Linked DNA regions of Gossypium hirsutum: regions 1 and 3 are each linked to region 2. The links are chromatin contacts, called in public Hi-C maps. All regions are on one chromosome and are shown on one strand. The core of a region is the stretch at or near the end of the contact, and the rest is flanking DNA. Distances in the headings are between cores, read along the strand shown.

Evidence for each region. A called contact is a pair of places that touch in the nucleus more often than the background predicts.
Region 1: a contact with region 2 is called in a Hi-C map of leaf, with 2.4 times the contacts expected there. The contact joins the promoter of LOC107920647 here to the promoter of LOC107920479 in region 2. A contact is called at or near these places in 2 of 34 Hi-C or Micro-C datasets (both in leaf).
Region 3: a contact with region 2 is called in a Hi-C map of leaf, with 2.7 times the contacts expected there. The contact joins the promoter of LOC107920074 here to the promoter of LOC107920479 in region 2. A contact is called at or near these places in 4 of 34 Hi-C or Micro-C datasets (callus and leaf).

What each region holds. Positions count from the first base shown.
Region 1 is chrD13:12,418,581-12,421,280 of Gossypium_hirsutum_v2.1, forward strand. It overlaps LOC107920647 (probable serine/threonine-protein kinase PBL3), which reads right to left and starts at 1,386. Exons shown (of 6, transcript XM_016850455.2): 1 at 778-1,386. The coding sequence starts at 841.
Region 2 is chrD13:12,909,656-12,912,355 of Gossypium_hirsutum_v2.1, forward strand. It overlaps LOC107920479 (pentatricopeptide repeat-containing protein At1g26900, mitochondrial), which reads left to right and starts at 1,286. Exons shown (of 1, transcript XM_016850213.2): 1 at 1,286-2,700. The coding sequence starts at 1,470.
Region 3 is chrD13:12,454,471-12,457,170 of Gossypium_hirsutum_v2.1, forward strand. LOC107920074 (transcription factor MYB88) reads right to left here and starts at 1,376. Exons shown (of 12, transcript XM_016849593.2): 1 at 694-1,376; 2 at 528-574; 3 at 374-430; 4 at 168-240. The coding sequence starts at 774.

The DNA of each region.
Region 1 (2,700 bases), core at 136-2,635, 490 kb before region 2:
CACCCTAGTCAGCACATATTTTCATTTATGGAGCATGCATTTTAGAAGCAGAATTCTTTTACATCTAGTTTATGGTAGATGATATCCTCAATACATGGTGATGGGGAAGTCACAATTGACCTAGTTAACCAAACAAGGTTTGACACATACATCCCTATTTTAAAATCCTGTAACAATGGTTAAGGTAAAAAAAAACCAAAGATTGCATAGCTCATTGCACTCCAAGCAAGCACCTATTGTTCTTTGTGCATTTCCTTCAAAACATAAATTTGTAGTGTATTTTCTACCCACTAGAACCCTGCATATTCATGTCCACATGAATACTCTAAACATTAAAAACAAAAACTTAGCAAGTCAATCTTACACTTCCTTTTAGTTTGCACGTCGAAACTCATTAAACTTCAGTGAAAATGAAAACAGAAAGAGCACCATTTTCAAGTGAACTACATCTATTCACCGGCACAAATCCTCATACTCAACTCAAGAAATTGAAGAACAGTCTCAAGAATCTAGCTTTGAGCAGCTCTCTATACCTTGAAACAGAACTAAAAACCCATGGACAACAATAACAGAAATGATAAAATGAATGTAATCATTAGCGATAAGCTTTCACAAGGACAAAAACAAATTAACACTAAAGGAATATACCCAAAAAAAGAAAGTCAAAACCAACATAAAAAGTTAAACCTTTAGAGCTAAAAAGACATAAAAATAATCTTCAGAAAACAATAACCCACCAAAACAACAAATACCCTTTTACAGGAAATAAATGGTTACCTGAAGTTGCATGGGGGCTTTGGCTGGAATCCACTCTAGTAGAAGAAAATAAACAGTTGCCCATTAGAGATAAACTAATGCTTCTTCACTCAAGTAAGCAAAAATATTCCTTTTTGTTTTATAGGACTAACAATTCAACAAGTCATAGTAATTTCTGAAGTCCTAAAAGAAGACAGGAAGCCGAAAAAAACAGCTCTCCTTAGCTCTGGGTTGTTTGGTGGGTCAGTCAAACTGCAAAGTTTAGATAATGTGAAGCTCTAAATGGGAAAATAAAAACAAGAAGAAAATGAAAGAAAACAGAGACAAAGGAAAGCAGAGAGAAAGAAAGTGGAAGCTTTGGGTGTTTTTTATTTGTGTCGATAGAGAGAGGAATCACAACAACCGCGTGAGAGGGGCTGAGGGGGGGACTTGGCCTTATCTATGACGCGTGCATCACACAAAGGGTTGGTATTGTTGGCAAGCATGTATGCTCTTCCTCAATGGCGACCCTTTCTTTTATATATGTACAAGTCCTTCAATGCCCAGAGAATCCATTCTTTTTTGTGTAATGACTGAATTCTCCTTTCTTTGATGTACAAGTCCACACATGCTTTTTATGGCTTTACGACTCAACCTCAAATGATGTCTCCTTTTCTTTTAATTATGTATTTTCTTTTCTGAATTATCCCAATTGATCGGATTTTTAGGTATAACTATGGTTTTAGTCCTTGTTTTGGGTAAACTACATTAGAAGTCACTCAACAATGGTTTTTTTCTTTTTTGTTTACCCAGTTATGAAAAATTACAAAATGGCCACTCAACTATTAATAAATTTCTTTCAAGTCACCCAACAATCTTGAATTTTTTAGTGTTTCCATTTTTACGTTAACCAATTGATGATCAAAAAAGATAAATTGAATAGTTGGGTGACAAAAGAAATTTACTAATAATCGGGTGACCATTTTGTAACTTTTAGTTAGATGACAAAAAAAACTATAGTTAAGTGACCTCTAACATAATTTACCCTTTTTTATTTGGTTAAATTTTGATATTTAATTTATTTATATTAATTTGGTATGATTTGATATATCTGTTTTATAATGTTATTAATTAGCGTAAAGTGTTATCTCGGCGTAATTTTTCAATTTAAACTTATCTTTAAATTATTAGTAAGTTTATATTTTAGTTACTTAATTTCGAAAAAATTTTCATATAAGTCACTGGGTTGTTAAAATTGCTTATGTATGGCCTTCTCTATCCACACCGCTTGCACCAACCAAAAGCTCTTATTCTCATTCTCTTTCTCTTCTACAGTTTTTATTTTTTCTCATGAAACCACTAAACATCATGAATCTGCACATGAAAACCCAAACAGCTTTCTTCTGATCTCTGACACTAACTGTCAAATTGACTTAGATCTAAGTTATATTATTCTACTTATTGGTGGGTGCTAATTCATTGTACCGATTTTCAAAATTTTCAAATAGTTTAATGATTATATTGTAACTTTTTAAAGTTGAGTGACCAAAACTTAAACTCATTAATAAATTAATGACATTGGCTGTAATTTACCCCTTTTAAAAAAACAAATGTATTTTATTAATATGTAAACTTATTTTTTATTAAACATCATTGAGTAGTGAACAGTGATAAGTGAAAAAAATGGTTCGGCTTTAATTATGTAATCGAATAACAATAAAAAATAAAAGTTAGCATTATCATTTTAATAACAATATTTATAGGGTGGCGCCAATTGCTAGGGAAGCTAGCAGGGCCCTCGCCCCTTCCTAAAATATAAAATTTCACTTTTAGCCCTTTATATTTTACAAAATCTTAATTTAGTAAAAAATAAAATTAAACTTTGACCTTCAAAATAATAAAATTTTAATCTAATTTTTAAAAAATTATAAATATTTAAGCTATTAAATATATAAAATTGTATTC
Region 2 (2,700 bases), core at 36-2,535:
AACTTAAAATTCTTTATTGTGTTTAATGTCAGGAGTCAAATGTGTGTAAACTTAGTATGCAAAATTTCAAAATATCAATATTGTTGTTTTGTTCCATTGCAAGCTGCTTCCAAAATGTATTCGCATGCCAAACACTCAATCTTTCCCATTGGTAACAACGAGTGTTCATATTTCATATATTTTAGATTCTTATGTTTAATATTTTGTTCGATTTTTAAATGAAATATCACTTATCATTGTACATGTTTCGCCTTTTTTTTATGTTTAATTGTGCTTTATTTTTATAAGATTTCAATAGTTGATATTTAATTAGAGACTTGAACCAGATTTATAGAAGCTTAAGGCTCAGTTTTGAAGTTGATTAGAAGTTAAAACGAGGATAAGAGACAAATGGGATGAGGCGTAGCTGAAACCAAGTGACTCGAGAGAGCCTAATGCCCTTTACCGAGCATGGCACCCCAACACGCAAGAATCGACACTCCAACGCCACACATCGACGCCACAGCATGCGACCAGTCGAGCCCCCATCTTTGTATCCCATGCGCCCCAGCGTCATACCCTTGGCTACCCAACATAGGCTCTACTGCCTTGATGAAATCCTCCACATTCTATTCGAGTTTAGAGGGCATTTTGGTCTTTTAAGAGTTTTATGATCCCAAGCAAGCTTCTGTAACTTATCTTAGGTTAATTAGACAATATAAATGTTATATTTTTTGAGGGAGTTAGGGTTTTTGCTAGTTTTTCTTACTTTATAGTATCTTCTGTTTATTGCATTTTTCTAACTATATGGCTTCCTAAACTCCCTTTTCTAGTTAAAGGTTAGTTAAAAGTTTGATTTAATAAATTTATGAGACTTAATTTAGGCTTTAATCCCTTTTTATTCTTTAATATTCACACATCTTTTGTTATAATTACAAGTGTTTAAATTTGTTAAATATCTAGCTAGTATTTGATATTTAGAACGATTTTCTTATCAATTAGACTAAATAAATTTATAATTGTTTATTTTATTCTAATACTAGTGACAAACTGCATAAATTGTTTATGTCATAGTTTATGATTACGTGGTGTGGATGTGCGATATAGCTTAATAAATCCCGTTGAGATGAGTTTGTTAGTTAGAATTAAGTCTTTTTAATTTTTAATATAATCAGTAAGTTAAATATTGGGCGTTCAGTTATAAGATTGTTTATTGGTTAGAGAGTAATTTTAAATCAATTGTCTCTTGGTTATCAAACAAGGACAGATTGATTGTCTATGCCGACAAACCAATCTCTCGTTTGCATTAATAAACCAATCGATTGTCGGCTAAGATGGCCAGGCTTGGACTTGGGCCTAAGCCCAGCTCATGAATGCAAGTCAACAACACCGTAACATGGTAACTATGGAAAAGTTGTCTGCCAAAGAACCCTGAAGCAGTGAACCTGTCGTTCGAAAAAAAAAAAAAAACTGTCTAACGAACTTAGCCGATGCTATTCAAACCTTCAAACTTTGGCCCAAATCCTTCAACCATCGTTTCCATATTAAAATCATGCAAGCAAATTACTGAAATCTCTCAAATTCATGGCTGTATCATTAAAACTGGACTTGATAATGACCCTTTCATAATAAGCAAGCTTCTTCTTTCTTCTTCACTGCAAGATATAAAATATGCAGCCTCCGTCTTCAAGCAAATTGACAACCCAAATCTCTTCATGTACAATTGCATCCTTAGAGGCTTTTCCATTAGCAATAACCCAAAACAAGCTTTTAGTGTTTTCAATAACTTGAGGGCTAAAGATGGGATTTTTCTGGACCAGTTCTCTTTCATTACTACGCTTAAAGCATGTGGCCGTGAGTTGGCAATTTTTAACGGTCAAATGATTCATGGGTTGGCTTTGAGATCTGGGCATTTGTTTTTCATCAATGTTAAGAATACCCTTTTGCATGTTTACAGTGTATGTGGAAGAATGTTCGATGCTCATAACTTGTTCGATGAAAGTCCTGAAAGGAACGATGTCGTTTCGTGGAACACTTTGATGGGTGGGTATCTTGATGTTTCTAAACCTGATACTGTCATAGGTTTGTTCAGACAAATGCGTTGGAATTGTTTGACAATGAGTGTCACTACGTTTTTGACTGTTCTATTGACTATGGGTGAAGTACGGGATTCACTTGGGGGAGAGTCAATTCACGGGCATTGTTTGAAACTTGGGTTTTGTTTTGACTCTAATCTGGTATCTGCTTTAACCGATATGTATGCGAAAACTGGGAATGTTTATTTAGGGCGTAGGGCTTTCGATGATGTTGTAGCAAAGGATGTTGTACTCTGGAATTGTATGATCAGCAAGTATGCTGAAAATGGCCTGCTTGAAGAGTCTTTAGCTTTACTACGTCTCATGAAAGTTATGCAAGTAAAGCCTAATTCGACTACATTGGTATCTTTGCTTTCAGCTTGTGCTGCCTCCGGAGCTATAAATATAGGACTCTGCATAGGTAATTATGTGGAAGAGGAAGGAATGCCACTGGATGCGGTTATCGGGACGGCTCTCGTCGATATGTATGCAAAATGCGGTGTTTTAAACAAGGCCGTTGATGTGTTTCATAGGATGGAGAGCAAAGATGTAAAATCTTGGACTGCGATGATTTCAGGTTACGGAGTGCATGGTTTTGCCCAAGATGCCATTAGGTTATTTTATCAAATGGAGGAAGAAGGCTTTA
Region 3 (2,700 bases), core at 126-2,625, 460 kb before region 2:
CAAACACCTACTGTACCAGTAACATGCAATGGCCTGCTACAACTGATCAATCGAAGTAGCAAATTTCCTCCAAATAAATCACCATTTAATAGTTTTTGAAAAAAAAAAAAAGAAGTCTGACCCCATTAACTTAAATGAAAGTAGACCATACAAAAATAGATTATCACCTCACATAAAAGCATATCTTCCTCTGGTGACCATCCTCCTTTCTTGAAATCTGAATTCAAGTATGTGTACCATCTGTGTTTGTTTTTTTTTTTTCATTAAAACAAACATATTATATCAGTTTTAAAGGATCAAATCACAAAAAATTGGATCAAAATGCAAAGATCATTATGATCAAAATTGATCATATCATGGTATTCAAACCAACCTCCTTCTGCACTGCCTTGTTGTTTTATCCTTGAATTTAGAGGCAATGATAGCCCAGCTGCATTCAAAGATTCAACCAAGATAAACAGAAAACATCAACAAAAACCAACCCCCTTGAATTTCCTTCATCACTAAAAATATAGCAAAGAGCTCACTTTTCAGTTCCATGTAAACTGATTTGTCCACGAAGGATATCATCTTCCTGCAACAACAATCCCCATTAAAGAACCCATTATCAAACCAATAAGAACTCCAACACATATCATGTCAATAAATCAACAAATAGATAAATAAATGAAAAAGAAAAGAAAAAAAGAAAACCTCTTGGGTCCATGTCACTATATGACGCTCCTTCTTCTTGGAATCTTCATTGCCACCATTCTTCTTCCTTGTTTCCTGCATTTTTTTTAAAACTTTGTTTTTGCCTTCACTTATCTCTTATTGACGCTCCCTTGCCCTTTTATTAAAAAACCCAAGTGGCATATGCTAAAAAGGCAGCCCCTTTCTCACCCCTTTATTAAAAGAAAAAAGGGGGAAAAAAACACACTTAAATCCCTGGAAAAGGAACCAACACTTCCACCATTTCCCTCTCTTTTTTCTTTTCTTTGATGTTTTTTTCTTTCACAACACAGCTTACAGTTGGGTTCAAATGGAATCCATATTACTCTCAAGAACTCTATGCTTTGCTTGTCCCCCTCTCCTACACCATTCCTCGGATTCTAACTTTTTCCATATATATTTGGGAAATACCACCCCGCAATTTAAATGCTAATTAAAGCTTGGATTTTTTTATTCAAAATTACATTTATATACGTATAATTGAAAAAACAAACGGGGTAGATCTAAAATGGAGAAAGGATTGAAACTTTGATGAGAAAATAAGGGAAAAAATGAAGACTGACTGATGAAAATTATTTTGGGTTTCTTTCAAAGAACGAAACTTTTTTGTTTTTTGTTTTTTAATACTTTCTCTTTCTTTCAAGGCGTTTGGATTTTGATTTTCTTAATTAAAAAAAAAAGGGGGTTAAAAATATTAATTTAAATCAACGGATTCTTGCTTTAGTGCGCGGGTATGAAGGGAGAGTTTGAAAATTATTTTAAAAATTAAAAAAATTTAAAAGCAAATCCATAAATAAATAACGCTGAATTTCATGATATTGGCTGTGCTTTTAATGAATGCTTCGCAGACTAAGCCCACTGTGCTCTCTCCACGCAATCCCCATTTTTTTTTTTTATTATCTCCCTTAAATATTAACTCGAATTTGAGATAAAAATATTTAAAATATGTTCATCAAAATTGAAAGCATATGTATGTAGTGCATGGATAGGGTTTCTTTTTCAACCTTTCAAATTCAATTTTCTATATAATAAATACATAATCACTTCAATTTAATACTCGGGCTAAAAGTTAAGCTGATAGAAGTATTCTAATACCTTTTTGAAATTTTAGATGAATTTAAAATCTTCACCGCAATTGGAGAATATATAGTGCAAATATCTTATGATTTATAAGTAAATATAAATGAGTTTTTGTAAATGAATACTTAATTATTTAAAAACTATATATATATAATTATTGAAATATATACACATTTTCAACTAGTAGATATCCAATTAATTTATTTAATGTTTTTAGACCAAAAAGTTTACAACAATATAAAACAAAATGCCACATGCATATATATATATATATATATATAACACCTAAAGTAAACTGGGGTTAGTTGCTTTCATTCAATAGATTTTGTCACTTCTCTTCATGTGAAGCAGATAAAAATATTTAGGTTTTAGAGGGAAAGATACAAAAATTGTAAATCAAAATATACGAAACTACACTCTTCAAATAGGAAACTTCTCTTTTGCTCATTGTTTTGGAAGGTTATAAAAACCACAATAAATATCTTTTGTCTTTTTATAAAGAAGAAAATTGTATGATTTTACCATGAATCACCCTTTTAGATCACGTTTTATAATTTTTCATCTTACAATATGATCAGGAAAAAAAATATGAAATTGGTAATTCAACTCCAACTGTTTTAGATAGTTGTTATATTTGAGATGTTGGTAATTTATTGAATGGTATTTATAGGTTGTGCTGAGTATAATAATGATATCTAGCCTATTAATGAAGATTATATCACTTGGAGAAGTATATTTTGGAGATCGGATCGAATCAAATCACCCTATTTAATACTTTGGATCGTGGATATTGGATTGGATTGGAACACTACATTCTTAACTACCAAAAGTTCATGTTTACATTGTTCATTGCTATTATATTGTATTTCAGCTTATTCTATTAATGTTGTTTAATAGGGATTTATATAG